Regions from separate parts of the Sus scrofa genome. Here all the other regions are linked to region 2. The links are chromatin contacts, called in public Hi-C maps. All regions are on one chromosome and are shown on one strand. Each heading gives the region's core, a stretch centred on a gene start, on an enhancer-like site or on the middle of the called end of the contact. The rest is flanking DNA. Distances are from core to core; before and after follow the strand shown.

The links. A called contact is a pair of places that touch in the nucleus more often than the background predicts.
Region 1: a Hi-C map of subcutaneous adipose tissue shows a contact between it and region 2, with 3 times the contacts expected there. The contact joins the promoter of ARHGEF37 here to the promoter of IL17B in region 2. A contact is called at or near these places in 3 of 5 promoter capture datasets (fetal liver, fetal skeletal muscle and liver), 30 of 47 Hi-C or Micro-C datasets (adipose tissue, alveolar macrophages, blood and 14 more) and 2 of 2 datasets of contacts at active chromatin or transcription factors (alveolar macrophages and skeletal muscle).
Region 3: a Hi-C map of embryonic fibroblasts shows a contact between it and region 2, with 2.4 times the contacts expected there. The contact joins the enhancer-like site here to the promoter of IL17B in region 2. A contact is called at or near these places in 1 of 5 promoter capture datasets (liver), 14 of 47 Hi-C or Micro-C datasets (embryonic fibroblasts, fetal heart ventricle, fetal skeletal muscle and 8 more) and 2 of 2 datasets of contacts at active chromatin or transcription factors (alveolar macrophages and skeletal muscle).

The regions. Positions count from the first base shown.
Region 1 is chr2:150,660,844-150,665,417 of Sscrofa11.1, forward strand. It overlaps ARHGEF37 (rho guanine nucleotide exchange factor 37), which reads left to right and starts at 1,627. Exons shown (of 13, transcript XM_003124090.6): 1 at 1,627-1,703. CSNK1A1 (casein kinase I) reads right to left here and starts at 1,588. Exons shown (of 10, transcript XM_003124088.3): 1 at 880-1,588; 2 at 210-316. The coding sequence starts at 1,002.
Region 2 is chr2:150,580,757-150,585,522 of Sscrofa11.1, forward strand. It overlaps IL17B (interleukin-17B), which reads right to left and starts at 2,870. Exons shown (of 14, transcript XR_002342005.1): 1 at 2,472-2,870.
Region 3 is chr2:150,483,381-150,487,812 of Sscrofa11.1, forward strand. It overlaps AFAP1L1 (actin filament associated protein 1 like 1), which reads left to right. Exons shown (of 21, transcript NM_001244817.1): 11 at 1,418-1,499; 12 at 1,737-1,889; 13 at 3,117-3,328. All of the region lies in intron 2 of LOC106509605 (a long non-coding RNA gene), which reads right to left. Among named protein-coding and RNA genes, the nearest start is that of GRPEL2, 26 kb to the right of the region's middle. Within about 2 kb of position 2,896, at least 5 of the 83 cell types and tissues checked have an H3K27ac peak or open chromatin away from gene starts, as enhancers often do. A contact at or near this core is called in embryonic fibroblasts, where this site is marked.

The DNA of each region.
Region 1 (4,574 bases), core at 377-2,876, 79 kb after region 2:
ACGCTAAGCGGAGCAGGGTGCGCAAACCGAAACGCGGCCTAAGTTGGCAAAGGACGATCTGCTCGGGGACTGGGGTGACTTACGGTCCACGGAGACCCCGGCCACTCAGACCTCAAGAGCCGGATCCAGCTGGTCCCGTCCCCGCCGCTCCCACATCCCCCTTTCGGGTACCTCCCCGGGAGGAGCGCCGTCTGCCCACGGACTCTTACCGTATGTGGGGGATGCCGACCCCACCTTGAAGAATCTTATAGAGTTTGCTCTCGTACAGCAACTGGGGATGCCTGGCCTTCTGAGATTCTAGCTTCACTGCCACTTCCTGCGGGGGAGAGGGAATGATGCCATCAACATCCTTACGGACTCAATGTCACTCGGAAAGGACGGGGCGACGTGAGCAAAGCCCCAACTCTCCCGGCAGTAGAGCCAGGAGGAGAAAGCTCTCTTTGTAATTACAAAACGAGGCATCCAGCCTCAAAGGCCTCTTCAGGGGGCAGTGACGAAAGCGGCACGTCCTCTAAAGTGCAGGAAAATGATTCATCCAGAAAACGTAAAGAGAGGTCCTGAAGAAGCCAGGCGATCGGAAGCTGCGCTAATTGGAACAAGAACCCCAGGAGAATTCAATAGGGAGAGAGCGAAGCATAGGGATTCTGCCGTTCTCACCTTAGAGGATGGGTTTAAAAGTCCGAGTAAGGTGGGAAACTCCACAGTACCCCAACGTCTGCCTCGCTTCTTTCCCTTTTAGGGAAGGACAGCGGTGGAGGTTCCCAGGCCGGGAGAGCCGGCTCCCTCTGGACTTCCCGGGGCGCGCGCGCGGGGGGCAAAGGCCCGAGCCGCTGGGGGGGGGGGGCAGGCGCGGTCGGGAACCCCACCCCGGGGGATTACCTCGCCGTTGGTGATGTTGATCGCCAGGTAAATGTCCCCGAAGGAGCCAGAGCCGATCTTCCGCACCAGTTTGTACTTCCCTCCGACAATGAACTCGGCCTTGGAGCCGCTGCTGCTCGCCATCCTGGGAGAAGATGGAGGCTGGGGCCAAGCCCCGACACCTCTAGGGGACGACGGAGGCCTCTAGCGCTCGTCCGCGGAGCGCGGCAGGAACCGGGGGGCGCTGGCTCCTTCTCGGCGCTACAGGCCCGGAACCGGCCAGGCGGACCCGGATCTCCGCGGCTGTCAGGCTTCCTCCGGCCAGGCCGCAGGCTGCCGAGGCGGTGCTCGCGGTTGCCGGGCCGGGCCACTTGTTCCTGGCGGCCGCCGCTGCCTCGCTCTCGCGGCGACGTCGCCGGCTGGAAAAGGGGCGCGGTGAGTTAGGGCGGCGATCCCGCTGCCCCCGCTGCCGCCAGCTCCCGCCCGGAGGGACCCCTGTCACTCCGCCGACGCCGCCATCTTGTTGCTCCGGCTCCAGCCAACACAAAATGCCCCCAGTCCCCGGGAGCCGCTTCTTCACGGCGCGGAGCACGCTGGGAAAGGGATCGCGGGCGCCAGCCCCGAGGGTCGACGGCGAGAGGGAGGGCGGAACCGGATCCGTGAGAGTCGCGGCCCACGCTCCGAGCGTCCCCCGTCACCGCCCAAGCGCGCAGGCGCACTGCCGCGCCGCGGACTGCGCAGGCGTGCCGCGCCCGCCCCGCGCCCCGCCCCGCGCCCGCTTCCACTTCCGGTCGCCCGCTGCTCCTCCGCGGCTGCCTGTTAGTCACCTCAGACCCGCCTGCTCGGTGAGGGGCCGCGCGGCCCAGGCCTCGAGACGTGTTAGGGAGGAGTCACTGCAGTGCTCGTGGGAGGGGATGCGTCAGGCCTCCCGGGGAGTTGGGTACCGACCTTTGCTCTTGGTCGGAGGCGGTTTTCACCCTTTCGCTCTTTGCGGGGCTCCGGCCGATCTCCGCTGTGGCGGAGCTGTCGCCTCCGGTGGAGAGCGGGAGACGAGCAGCCGCGCTCGGGGCTCCCGCGGCGCAGCCCGGCGGCTCTGGCCGCCCAGGGTTTCGGAGGGCTGGAGGCCCGCTCTCCCCTCCCGGGAAGAGGGGCGCAGGCGCCAGCCCTGCTGCTCTGGGGCTTCGGGTTGCTTCCCGCTGACGCTGTTTGATCCCGGAGGAAAACCCCAATATCCAAGTCATGGGTAGTGGCACGTACGTGGTCGATAGAAAGTAAGATCTGCAGCCGGGGGAAAACGAAAGTTATCCCCCTCCCAAATGCCTTGAAACACCCTATCCTGGTCGTGTGGGAAAATGAGCTGTTGACCCCAGAAACACAGGATAAAAATGACCATTAGACCATAAGATTGGCAGCGTTTAAAACTCTACACAGTAAAAACTTTTACTGAAATTGGACAGGAGTTCCCGTGGTGGCGCAGCCGAAACGAATCCGAGTAGGAACTATGAGGTTATGAGGTTGCGAGTTTGATCCCTGGCCTCGCTCAGTGGGTTAAGGATCCGGCGTGGCTGTGGTGCAGGCCGGCAGCTACAGCTCCGATCGACCCCTAGCCTGCGAACCTCCACATGCAACAGGTCCGGCCCTAAAACAAACAAAAACATTGAACAGAGTCACCTCTTGACCACATTTTGGGTTACAAAATTTGACCTCAGACGGTTGGGCTTAGTGGTGATGATCCCAGGAGAAATGTCCATGTTGCTGTCATCTGCAGTCTGAGTCAAACGCTGACGAATGAGTGAATCAAAGCCTCAGTTGTGAAAGTGCAAAAGCGGCATTATTTTACTATCCCAAGTAAAAGAATGTCATTAAAACAGGAAAAAAATGTACCTCAACTGCAACTTTGAAAGCTGATCAAGTAGTTAGTAATGGAGTTCATCCTGAAAGATATCTTGACTAGGATTTCTCCATGTTACTTTATTTCTGGCTTAAATATTTGTATTCATAAAGCTTTAACCTAAATGTCTTGAATTTGAGAACAGAGGGAAAGAGACTTCTAAGGTTTAAGGTGAAGTTTTGAGGTGCTAACAAAACCCAGGCCCCCTGACCCCCAAAAGGACAGTCTTCACTGGTGACTCCAAAGTGTGTCCGACCTAGTTAAAACTCTCTGCCGTTCGATTTTCTTTTGTTAAAAAAAGTTGGGGTTTCCTTTTGATGCAGCAGGTTAAGGAGGCAGTGTCACTGCTGCGGCTCAGGTTCAGTCCCTGGACTGAAACCTTCTGCATGCTGGGGCTGAGCAGAAAAAAATCAGTTTTAAGTATCTTGAAGTTTCCAGGTTTCCAGAGATAGTGACTGTTCTGCTGATTTTCTACTATAGCTACCCCAAATTTGACGGATCCCTCAGCTTAAGGAGTTCACCGTAAGGGGTGAGGTGTACATTTAAAGGGTTTTTTTTTTTTTTTTTTTGGTTGGAGCTCCCTTTGTGGCTCAGCAGTTAATGAACCCAACTAGGATCTATGAAGATGTAGGTTTGATCCCTGGCCTCGCTCAGTGGGTTAAGGATTTGGCTTTGCCATGAGCTGTGGGGTAGGTCACAGAAGTGTCTCGGATCCTTTGTTGCTGTGGCTGTAGTGTAGTCCAGTGGCTGCAGCTCCAATTGGACCTCTAGCCTGGGAACTTCCATATGCTATGGATGCGGCCCTAAAAAGACAAAAAATAACTAAATAAAATAAAACAAACCACAGTGCTTATCCAAGAAAAGGTCACTAGTAGACAGGGTGTCTTTTGAGTAAAATGATTAAGGACAAGCACAAGAGATACAGACGGGTGTAGTAATGGAGAAAATAAAAACACAAGGGTGGCCTGCCCATCTCTAGAGTTGTTTGGTACAAATAAGTAGAAAAATGGAATGACTTGGGATATGTCAAACACTCTCTCAGGTCTTTGTTACCCAGCTTTGTGCATAATCAGTAGCAGATAAGTGAGTTAATGGAGTAATTGAAAACATGAGAACATCAGAAATGTTCTGTTGGGAGTTCCGGTCGTGGTGCAGTGGAAACGAATCTGACTAGTATCCATGAGGATGCAGGTTTGATCCCTGACATCACTCAGTGGGTTAAGGATCTGGCATTGTCGTGAGGGGTGGTGTAGGTCGAAGACACAGCTTGGATCTGGCATTGTTGTGGCTGTGGTGTAGGCCAGTGGCTACAGCTCTGATTTGCCCCCTAGCCTGGGAACCTCCATATGGCTCCGGTATGGCCCTAAAAAGACAAAAAAAAAAAAAAAAAAAGAATGTCCTACTCCATTTGATCTTGGCAAAGCCCAACACCACTGCAAAAAGACTACGCAATGAGCAGAACCCAGGGCCCGATTTGGGGGCGGGGGGAGAAGACCTCTAGATTGTAGGCCCCTAGTCCACAAAGCAAAAAAAGTTAAATTGTATTTAGAGAGCCTTTTAGAGTTCATAAAGTAATCTGTGATAATCCATTCGGTCTTTCTTCTAGTTTTGGACAGTGACAGCAATTTCTGTGTTCCCTTCGTGTCTTGTCTCTGTTCTCCCCCTCTGCATTATTCACAGGGTTTTGTGAAAGTGTATTGCATCTGTGATAGCAACTTCAAACACTTCTGAGACATTCTACGAACATTTCTTACGTTTTATATTGTCATTAACCCTAAATTTATTTTGATTAATTTAATTATTTGGAAATGTCTTCCTTTTGACC
Region 2 (4,766 bases), core at 1,620-4,119:
AGCACGGCTCTGCAGACACACACGCAGCGAGATTCCTTTGGCCCCAGTCGCTTTTGAGCCAGTGACCACTGGAGCCCTGCCCACTCCTCATGAGCTCTGATGCCTCCATCACTCTCAACTTTAACTTGCATCACCTGCCTTCTCCCTCAAAGCTCCTGAAGGTCAGTGGGACTGGTGAGGCTCAGAGAGGTGAAGTGACCAACCCAAGTTCACGCAGATAGCATGAGACAGAGCCAGGACGGATTCCAAGTTCAGTGGCTTGTGGCAACTCCGTAGCCAAAAGTGAAAAATGCAGAAATAAAAAACAGAAGGAAGACCATCTGAATAGACGTAGAAAACACTGACTGACAGAGACCTGGAGAGGTCCGGGTGCAACACTAGAACGTTCTTGGTGCTCTTCATGGAACTGGAAGAGACAGGAGGTGCCCTGGCCACAGGAGCCTCGCTGTGGGGTCTGAGCACTGTGTTCCAGGGACCAGGTGGCTCGCGTGTCTCAGGCTGTCTTGCCAATCGGCCCCACTGAAGACATCTGCGAAGGCTGGGAACCCCTCCCCCCTGGTCCACAGAGACTGGGGCTGGGGCTGGCCTGACCGTGAGGACATCTGATCTGCCCCGAGGATAACAAGAGCCTCCACCCACGGCGTGTTCACAGCTCACCAGACACTGTCTCAATGGAGTCTCATAACACAGCGAGGTAGATTTTGTCACTCACTCCATTTCACAGACGAGGCCGCCAAGGCCCAGAGAGGTGAAGAGACTTGCCTGAGATCACACAGCTAAGAAGTCGTGGGGGGTGTCCCACCAAGGCCCTGTCACATGCCCTTTGCCCAGCTCGCCCACCTGGCCTGGCCTGGCAGGGGGGCTCCAGCCCGCGGCCTTCCCTGGGGAGAAGCTTTCAGTGAGACCTCAGGGGCCCCTCCTGTGCACTGCGACCATAATAAACTCCTGGACCCTTGACTATGGCCTGTTTCCTCCTGGGAACGTGGGGAGGGAGGAGGAAGGGCAGAGAGAGAAGCTTAGGGCCTGTACTAGTTTGCTAGGGCTGCCTCACCACCCCAGACTGGGGGGCTTCATCAACACTGTGGCATCCCACCAAAGTGCTAGAAGCGGCAGGTCTGAGGTCCACATGTGGGCAGGGCTGGCTCCTTCTGAGGTCTTCCCCCGCCCCCGCCCCCCCCCCCCCCCCCCGTGTCCTCGCCGCTGTCCGCATCTTAGTCTCTTCCTACATGGACAGGTCCAGGTGCAGTTCCGGGCCCAGCCAGGTGACCTTGCTTAACACCAGTTGCCTCTTTCAAGACCCTGCCTTCAAATGCGTCCCACCTGAGGTCCCGGGATGAAGCGCCCATCGGGGATGGGGGGAGGGGGCAGACAAACCCCCGACACGGCCCCTGCTCAGGCGGCCCTTCCCGCGGCTGGACGTTTCCAGAGGCCGGCCAGCCACCAGGGCCCACGTCAGCACGGCCAGAAGCCCCCGGAAGTGCCAGGCGGGGTCCAGGAGCACCCGCTGCAGAGGGAGGGGAGGGGGAGAGCCCCACGAGGCCAGGGCCTGAGGGAGGGACAAGACGCAGGCTGAGCCGCGGGGCCGGGTCACCCACCGGCCCCGCCGAAGGGCAGCCTCGCCCCTCCAAGCCCAGCGGGGTGACTGACCGACCAGAGGAGAGACGGGGACGGCGTCTGAACCGCGTGGCCCGGGTCCGGGCTCACAGGGACCTCTGCGGCGGCTGTGCGGCCGCATCCCGCCCACCACGCGGGGACGCTGGAGACGCCACCTCTGAGGGTCCCCCAACCCGGCCCCGCTGTGGGGAAGAAACCCCCACACCCTGGCCAGAGCATCTGCCCTGAGCTGCCCAGATGCGCAGGGCCTCCCCGCCCCGACGCGCGTGTCCTCACGACGAGGAGCCCAAGGCCCCCGGAGCCCCGGGCACCCGGGAGCCCCAGCGACAGCGGAAGAGGCGGGACAGGGCCGAGCTCCGCGCGCAGGCCTCGTCCTGCTGCGTTCCTTCTAGAACCTTCCACACCGCTGGGTAATGACCGCCAGGGGGGCCTCCTGACCCCACGGGTGGCTTCGCCACCAGGGTTTGAGATGGGGGGCGGGGGTAAGGACAGCAGGAACGGCAAGGACCCAGCGAAGGGAGTGGCCTCTTTCTTTCTGCTTTTCCATTTCTGGCCGCGCCCGGCGCACGGGGAAGTTTCCAGACCAAAACTTCAAACTGCCCCACAGCTGCGACCCAAGCTGCTGCAGTGACCACGGCTAGGCCACCAAGGAACGCTGACCGTCCGGTCTATGTACCTCGGTGCAACTCCGCCCGCTTTTCCTGGGCCCGTGCGCGCGGGCTGCGGGGGACGCGGCGGTGAACGCGACCACCGGGGCCCCGCCCGGGACGCGTCCCACACGTGCACAAGGGCGAACCTGGGGGCTGAGACCGCTTGCGACACAGCCTCACGCACGAACACTTTCAGCACAGCCCTACCTGCCAGGCTCGCCGCGGGCCTCTGTCCTGCGGGGAGAAGGAGCGGGCACCCCTGACAGGTCCGCGGACGGACCCCCGGGACCACTCGCGCTCTTCCAGCAGCGAGGGTCGCCCTTCCTTTGACGGACAGGCGTCCTGGGCCACGCCCACCGGGGGAGGGGCCAAGGAGGCTGCCGCTGGCAGGAGGGGCGGCGCCCTCTCGTGGCCTCCCCGGGAAGGACAGGCCATCCTGCTTAGGAGCCGGAGGGAGATGGGAGGGAGACCGCCTTGCCCGTGGGGCACCGAACGCCTCCGGCATTCCCGTGCCAGCCAAGCTTATTGCTGTGAAAGGGCAGTGCCCAGAAGAGGCGACCTGTCCTCTGCTTGCATTTTATTTTTTGTCTTTTTGCCATTTCTGGGGCCGCTCCCGCGGCATATGGAGGTTCCCAGGCTAGGGGTTGAATAGCAGCTGTAGCCACCGGCCTACGCCAGAGCCACAGCAATGCGGGATCCCGGGCGTGTCTGCGACCTACAGCACAGCTCACGGCAACGCCGGATCCTTAACCCACTGAGCAAGGCCAGGAATCGAACCCGTAACCTCATGGTTCCTAGTCAGATTCATTAACCACTGAGCCCCGACGGGAACTCTGTGCTTGCATTTCAGACCTAGACAGCCCCTCTTCGGGTCATGGGCGCAGGCAGAGTAGACACCCAGCCAGCAGCGAGGGGCAGGTACAGACTTGCTCCTTTTAGGTGGACTGTGAGGGTGGCATCTGAGTGGCTCCCTCTGGGGATGGCCAGGGCCATGTCAGTTGCACTCCAATCTGTGTGAGGCCGGAAGGAACCACAGTTACATTCATTTAGAGACTGTCCCCTCTGACCCAAGCATCCACCCCTCTGACTTCCCAAAACTCGTTTGGCCCGCTCATCCCAGAGCGAATTCTGACAGAGCCACAGGGACATCTGCTTGCACACCCCAATGACAAGGATCTCGTCACCTGACCAGCCTGCCTGGGCCCTTGGTCAGCCTGGGTTGTGAGACGCTCCTTCTCTCGTTGGAGGAAAAGCCCTGTCATTTTCCGGATCCTCTGCTGCCCACAGAGGTTTACAAACAGTGACCCTGGCTTCCTTGGGCTTCTCTCCTCCAGGCTAAACATGCCCGGGGCCCCCAGTGGGCATCCGAGACTGAATTTAACTTGTTTTCCTTCCTGCACAGTCAAGGCCTCTTTTGGGAGGCCAGGACCTCCTTTGAGACCCTAATAAAAACACTCAGCCGTCTTCACGGAAGACAGCACAGGTGCACACCAGGTGTTATGTGCAGCTGAGCGGGTCCATGGACTCCAAGGGCGCTTTCTTTAGTGGATGTCAGTCTCCAGGGCGTGGTTGGCCTTCGCCGTTAACATCTGTATTCACCGAAAGTTCACCGAGGGCCTGCCATGCGCCAAGTGCCATTTCTGTGCCCAGGATGGACGGGAGAATAAGACAGATCCCAGCTCTGAGGATTTTACAGTCTAGAGCAGGAGACAGACACAAACAAATCAGCCACCGCACCGTCAATCTTAGATCGCGACAGAGTCAAGGAGGACAATGGAGCCCAGTGGTACGGCGAGAAGTGACCAGATTAGGAGGGCTACACCCGCGGGTGGCCGGATTAGGAGGGCACCTTTGTTTTTGCTTTTTAAGGCTGCACCCATGGCATATGGAGGTTCCCAGGCTAGGGGTCAAATCAGAGCTACAGCTGCCGGCCTACACCACAGCCACAACAACGCCAGATCTGAGCTGCGTCTGCAACCTACACCACAGTTCACAGCAATGCTGAGCGAGGCCGGGGATCGAACCCACAACCTCATGGTTCCTAGTCAGATTTTGTTTCTGCTGCGCCATGACAAGAACCCCTAGGAGGGCTGCTTTAAATTGAGAGGTCGGGAGGGTCTCTGCGGGGCTGCCATTTGAGGAGAGATCGGATGGATGCCAGCAGGATAGTGGGGATGAAGGATCCAGGGCTCAGGTGGGAGCAGGAGCGGGTGCCAAGACTCTGGCAGGAGCTCCCGTGGTGGTGCAGTGGTAATGAACCTGACTAGTATCCATGAGGACATAGGTTCGACCCCTGATCCTGCTCAGTGGGTTAAAGATCCATCAGTGCTGCGAGCTGCAGATGTGGCTTGGATCTGGCATTGCTGTGGCTGTGGTGAAGGCCGGCATCTGTAGCTCCGATTAGACCCCCTAGCCTGGGAAGCTCCATATGCTGCAGGTGGAATGTAAAAAAAAACAAACCCTCCATATCTACTGATGCAGCCTGGCTCCAGCCACATCACA
Region 3 (4,432 bases), core at 1,646-4,145, 97 kb before region 2:
CCGCTTGGCTCCTTAAAGGGAGACGGCTGTGCACCGCACGGCGGAGAGAAACGCGACGGGCTTTGGCCACAGGATCTCACTTGGGCCGGCTTGTCTGCCTCCCAGCAGCACCCCAACAGGGGTGTGTGAATTCAAGTGAGCAGCCGTGGGGAGATTAGAGCGTTTTCCCGCATTCCCATCGCGGATGGCTGGTGGCAGAGGCCACATTTCTCCAGGGTCCATTTGTCTGCACTGCTCTACTCTGCATTTGTCTACACTGCATTTGTCTACTCGGTCCATTTTTGTCTATGCTGCATTTGTCTACTCAGTCCATTTTTGTCTATGCTGCGTTTGCCTACTCTGTCCATTTGTCTATGCTGCGTTTGCCTACTCTGCCCATTTGTCTACACTGCGTTTGTCTACTCTGCCCATTTGTCTACACTGCGTTTGTCTACTCTGCCCATTTGTCTACACTGCGTTTGTCTACTCTGTCCATTTGTCTACACTGCGTTTGTCTACTCTGCCCATTTGTCTACACTGCATTTGTCTACTCTGTCCATCTGTCTACACTGCGTTTGTCTACTCTGTCCATTTGTCTACTCTGTCCATTTTTGTCTACACTGCATTTGTCCTCTGTCCATTTGTCTACTCTGTCCATTTTTGTCTACACTGCATTTGTCCTCTGTCCATTTTTCTACACCGTCCATTTGTCTGCACTGCGTGTGTCTACTCTGCATCTGTCTACACTGCACCACTCCCATGGTACCTGGTGGGATGAATGCCTGGATAGATGGGCAAAGGAATGGTGCGTCCACAGCTGGCGTAACGAGTGAAAATAAGCCTGGCTGACAGTGAAGTTGCTGCCACGGTGTGTGTGTGTGTCGTTACCACCCTCCCCATCCAGGCGAGGACTGCCGTGGACGCCTCTCTCATCACCACTCGTGTTTAGTGGTCACCAAGTGATCCTTGCAATTTTCGCCAAGGTGAAGAGGCCAACGCACCTGCTGGCCTCCACGGTCAGGGTGCTCGGTTCACCCCTGTCAGTCTCTCTTGCACTGGGGGACACTCCGAGTGCCTCTTTCGCTTCCCATCTTCTCTGCCCATCCCCGCCGAGCTGCTGGGGGGAGCTTCCAAAACCAGCGCGTGAGCTGCACTTCAATCCCTCCCAGCTCCCATCAGCCACCAAATAGGGTCCAAACTCCGAGGAGGTTCATCGCAGTCCGTTATAATCAAGTGCCTTGCTCCCCGAATACACTGGGACCGGAGGACACGACCCCCTTAGGCCACTGCCGTCTTCCTCATGCCACCTGGCATCGGGCACGCGAGTCTGTAACACACCTGGGGGCCAATCCTCGTGGGCAGGGACGGGGGAGACGGGCCAGCACAGGGGCCCATCTGAGCGCGCCCGCTGATGACGGCTGTCTGTGTCCCTCCCCAGAGGCCGTCCCAAGAGAAGCAGACCTCAGACTCCGACAGCCTGGGCCTGGGAGACAGCTGTTCCACCCTTGGCCGTGAACATGGTAGGAGCCTCTGGGGCCTCAGACGGGAGAATGCCAGAGCTGGGGGTGGGGGGGCCACTGCCACAAGCGCACAGGGCAGAGCAGGTCCTGACCGCTCTGGACACCTGGCTATGGGACCTGGTCTGTGCTCGCCTGGAGCTGTGGGCCAGGCCCTGTGTGCAGGCTGAGGGGCTGCCGGGAAGGCTAGCGGGCTGGTGGGGCTCCCCCGCCTCCCCTAACCCGCTGCCATGGCCACAGGCAAAGGGAAGAAGAACAGCCTGTCGGAGCTGAAGGGGTCAGTGAGCAAGGCTGCCGGCCGCAAGATCACCCGCATCATCAGCTTTTCCAAGAAGAAGGCGCTGGCCGAAGCCCTGCAGGCGTCCGCTGCCGAGGAGGAAGTCCCGTGCTGTGGTGGGTACCGTGCACGCGGGGAGGCAACGCAGATCCTGCTGCTGAGGGCTCCCCGGGCAGAGCGCGGACGCCTCCTCCCGGATGGCTGGCATCCACCCTGAGTGAGCCAGGCCCGCCCTCGCTTCTCCGTGGGCCCCTGGCGCCTGACAGAAGGAAAGGCCAGCTGAGCTCCTCTGTCTACGCAGTCGGGGAGCTGAGCTCCAAAAGCCCCTGGCCTTGGTTTCCTCTGTGGGGACAGAAGGAGACGCTCTGACCTTCGCATGTATAATCCACCAAGTGTTTCAGTTCGGGCCCAGTCTTATACGGATAATTCTTGGGTAAAAATACGTAAGCACTTTTATTATAAATGCACTCAAAAGAAAAGGGCGTGGGGTGGTTCCCATGGGGGCGCAGCAGAAACGAATCCGACTAGGAACCACGGGGATGTGGGTTCAATCCCTGGCCTCGCTCAGTGGGTGAAGGATCTGATGCTGCTGTGAGCTGCGGTGTAGATCGCAGATGCACGGCTGTGGCTGTGGTGTAGGCCGGCAGCTGCAGCTCCACCTGAACCCCTAGCCTGGCAACTTCCATGTGCCGCCAGGACGGCCCTAGACAGCAAAATAAATAAATAAACAAATAGATGCATTCAGTATGAATTAAAAATGGTTTGGAAAGAAAAACATAAATGTAGCGCTCCAGGTACTGGGATCCAACAGGAAATTTTATTTTTTAGATACGCAGTACTAGTCTAATAACCCAGAAGGAGTATTAGAAAAGCATATGGCTATCAAGAAACATTTTCAGGTGGATCGGGACACGTTACGATGACAAGGAAACTAACATCTAAAACATCGAGGGGGGATTCTAACTCCTCAGCCATCAGCCTCGCCCTGGCTGCTTGCATAATTTATCGTGGCTTTTGGTTCCCACGTGCTGCCACCAGAGGTCAGCATCAGCCACTACTTTGTGTCCTCAGGGATAGCGGGGCATCTCAGGAGCAAAGGCAGCAGCAAGAGCTGTGGTTTCAGCTTTCCATACAGTAGCTGCGCCCTCCTCGGCCCGCCCGCTGCTGCCTGAGGGCCGTGCAGGGGTGATGCTCAACCCCCGCGGCACAGGCAGGAAACGGAAACTCAGACAGCGGACAGGTGCCTGAGGCCGCGGGCCAGCGGGCCTTCCTTGCAGCTGGGGGCCCTCGGTGCCCGGGAGCACCCCAAGCGCCGGGAGTCACCCTGCTGGTGCCCCCCGCAGGTCACCTGAACGTGCTGGTGAACCACGGCTGGAAGGAACGCTGGTGCCGCCTCAAGGGCAGCACCCTGTATTTCCACAAGGACCGGACGGACCTGCGGACCCACGTGAACGCCATTGCCCTGCGCGGCTGCGAGGTGGCCCCGGGCTTCGGGCCCAGACACCCGTTTGCCTTCAGGATCCTGCGCGACCGGCAGGAGGTCGCCATCCTGGAGGTGAGAGGCCAACGGCGGGGCCTTGGTGGCAGAGGCGGACGGGGGCTTGGGCCCGGGCTCGGGCTTTGGTCCAGGGGCCTGGCTCCTGAGGCTGTGGGGGCCAAGGTCGGAGGGGAAGCAAGTCAGCCGATGCTGCCAAGTGATCAGCAGAGGCGCCCGTTAAACTACGCAGCCCCTGCTCAAGTCTGAATGTCCGACAGACAGCAGGTAATTCTTCTTCTGTAAGTAAGGACATCCCACACTGGGGACCTGCCTCTACCAACACACGCGTGCGTCGCTGACCTGAAATGCAGATCTAACAGGGAATTGGGCATTTTTATTTGCTACATCTGGCAACCCGAGGCCCAAGCTTGGCTCCTTCTCCCCTGTAAATATAATCCCACCCCGGAAAGGCATCTAGCCTGATCTAACCCCGATCGGATTCTGGAACCCTCTCTACAACACTCTGCACCAGTAACTCTCCACCTCGGATGACCCACGGCCCTGCCAGGTAGCTGCTCCTCCCACCAAGCAACTCCATTTTCACAGAGATTTTCTCTACACGGAGTTGAAATCCTCAAGCTCCAGCAAAGCAGCAACCACACCGGATCTGCATATTTTTGTTTTTCCGGAACCAGCCTTATGTCGAGCACATACCAGGGGCTCAGTCCTATTTGCTGAACAAATGGCTGAATGAAAATGTGATTTCATTTCGCCCACGCCTGGTCACATCTACCCACTGGCACCAGCCCTCCTCCCTGGGGTCACGCGGAGTACACAGAAACTCTTTTCACACGCCAATCCTTCACTTATTTAGAATGTAAATTTTTTTTTTTTTTTTTTTTTTTTTTTGCTTTTTATGGCCACACCCGCGGCATATGGAGGTTTGCAGGCTGGGGGTCCAATTGGAGCTATAACTGCCAGCCTACACCACAGCCACAACAACGCAGGATCTGAGCCGCATCTGCGACCTACACCACAGCTCACGGTACCACCAGATCCTTAACTGAGGGAGGGCCAGGATCGAACCCGCAACCTCATGGTTCCTCGTCGGATTTGTTTCCGCTGCGCCACGACGGGGACTCCACGGGAGGAAGACTTTAAGCAACTAGTCCCCCCATTACA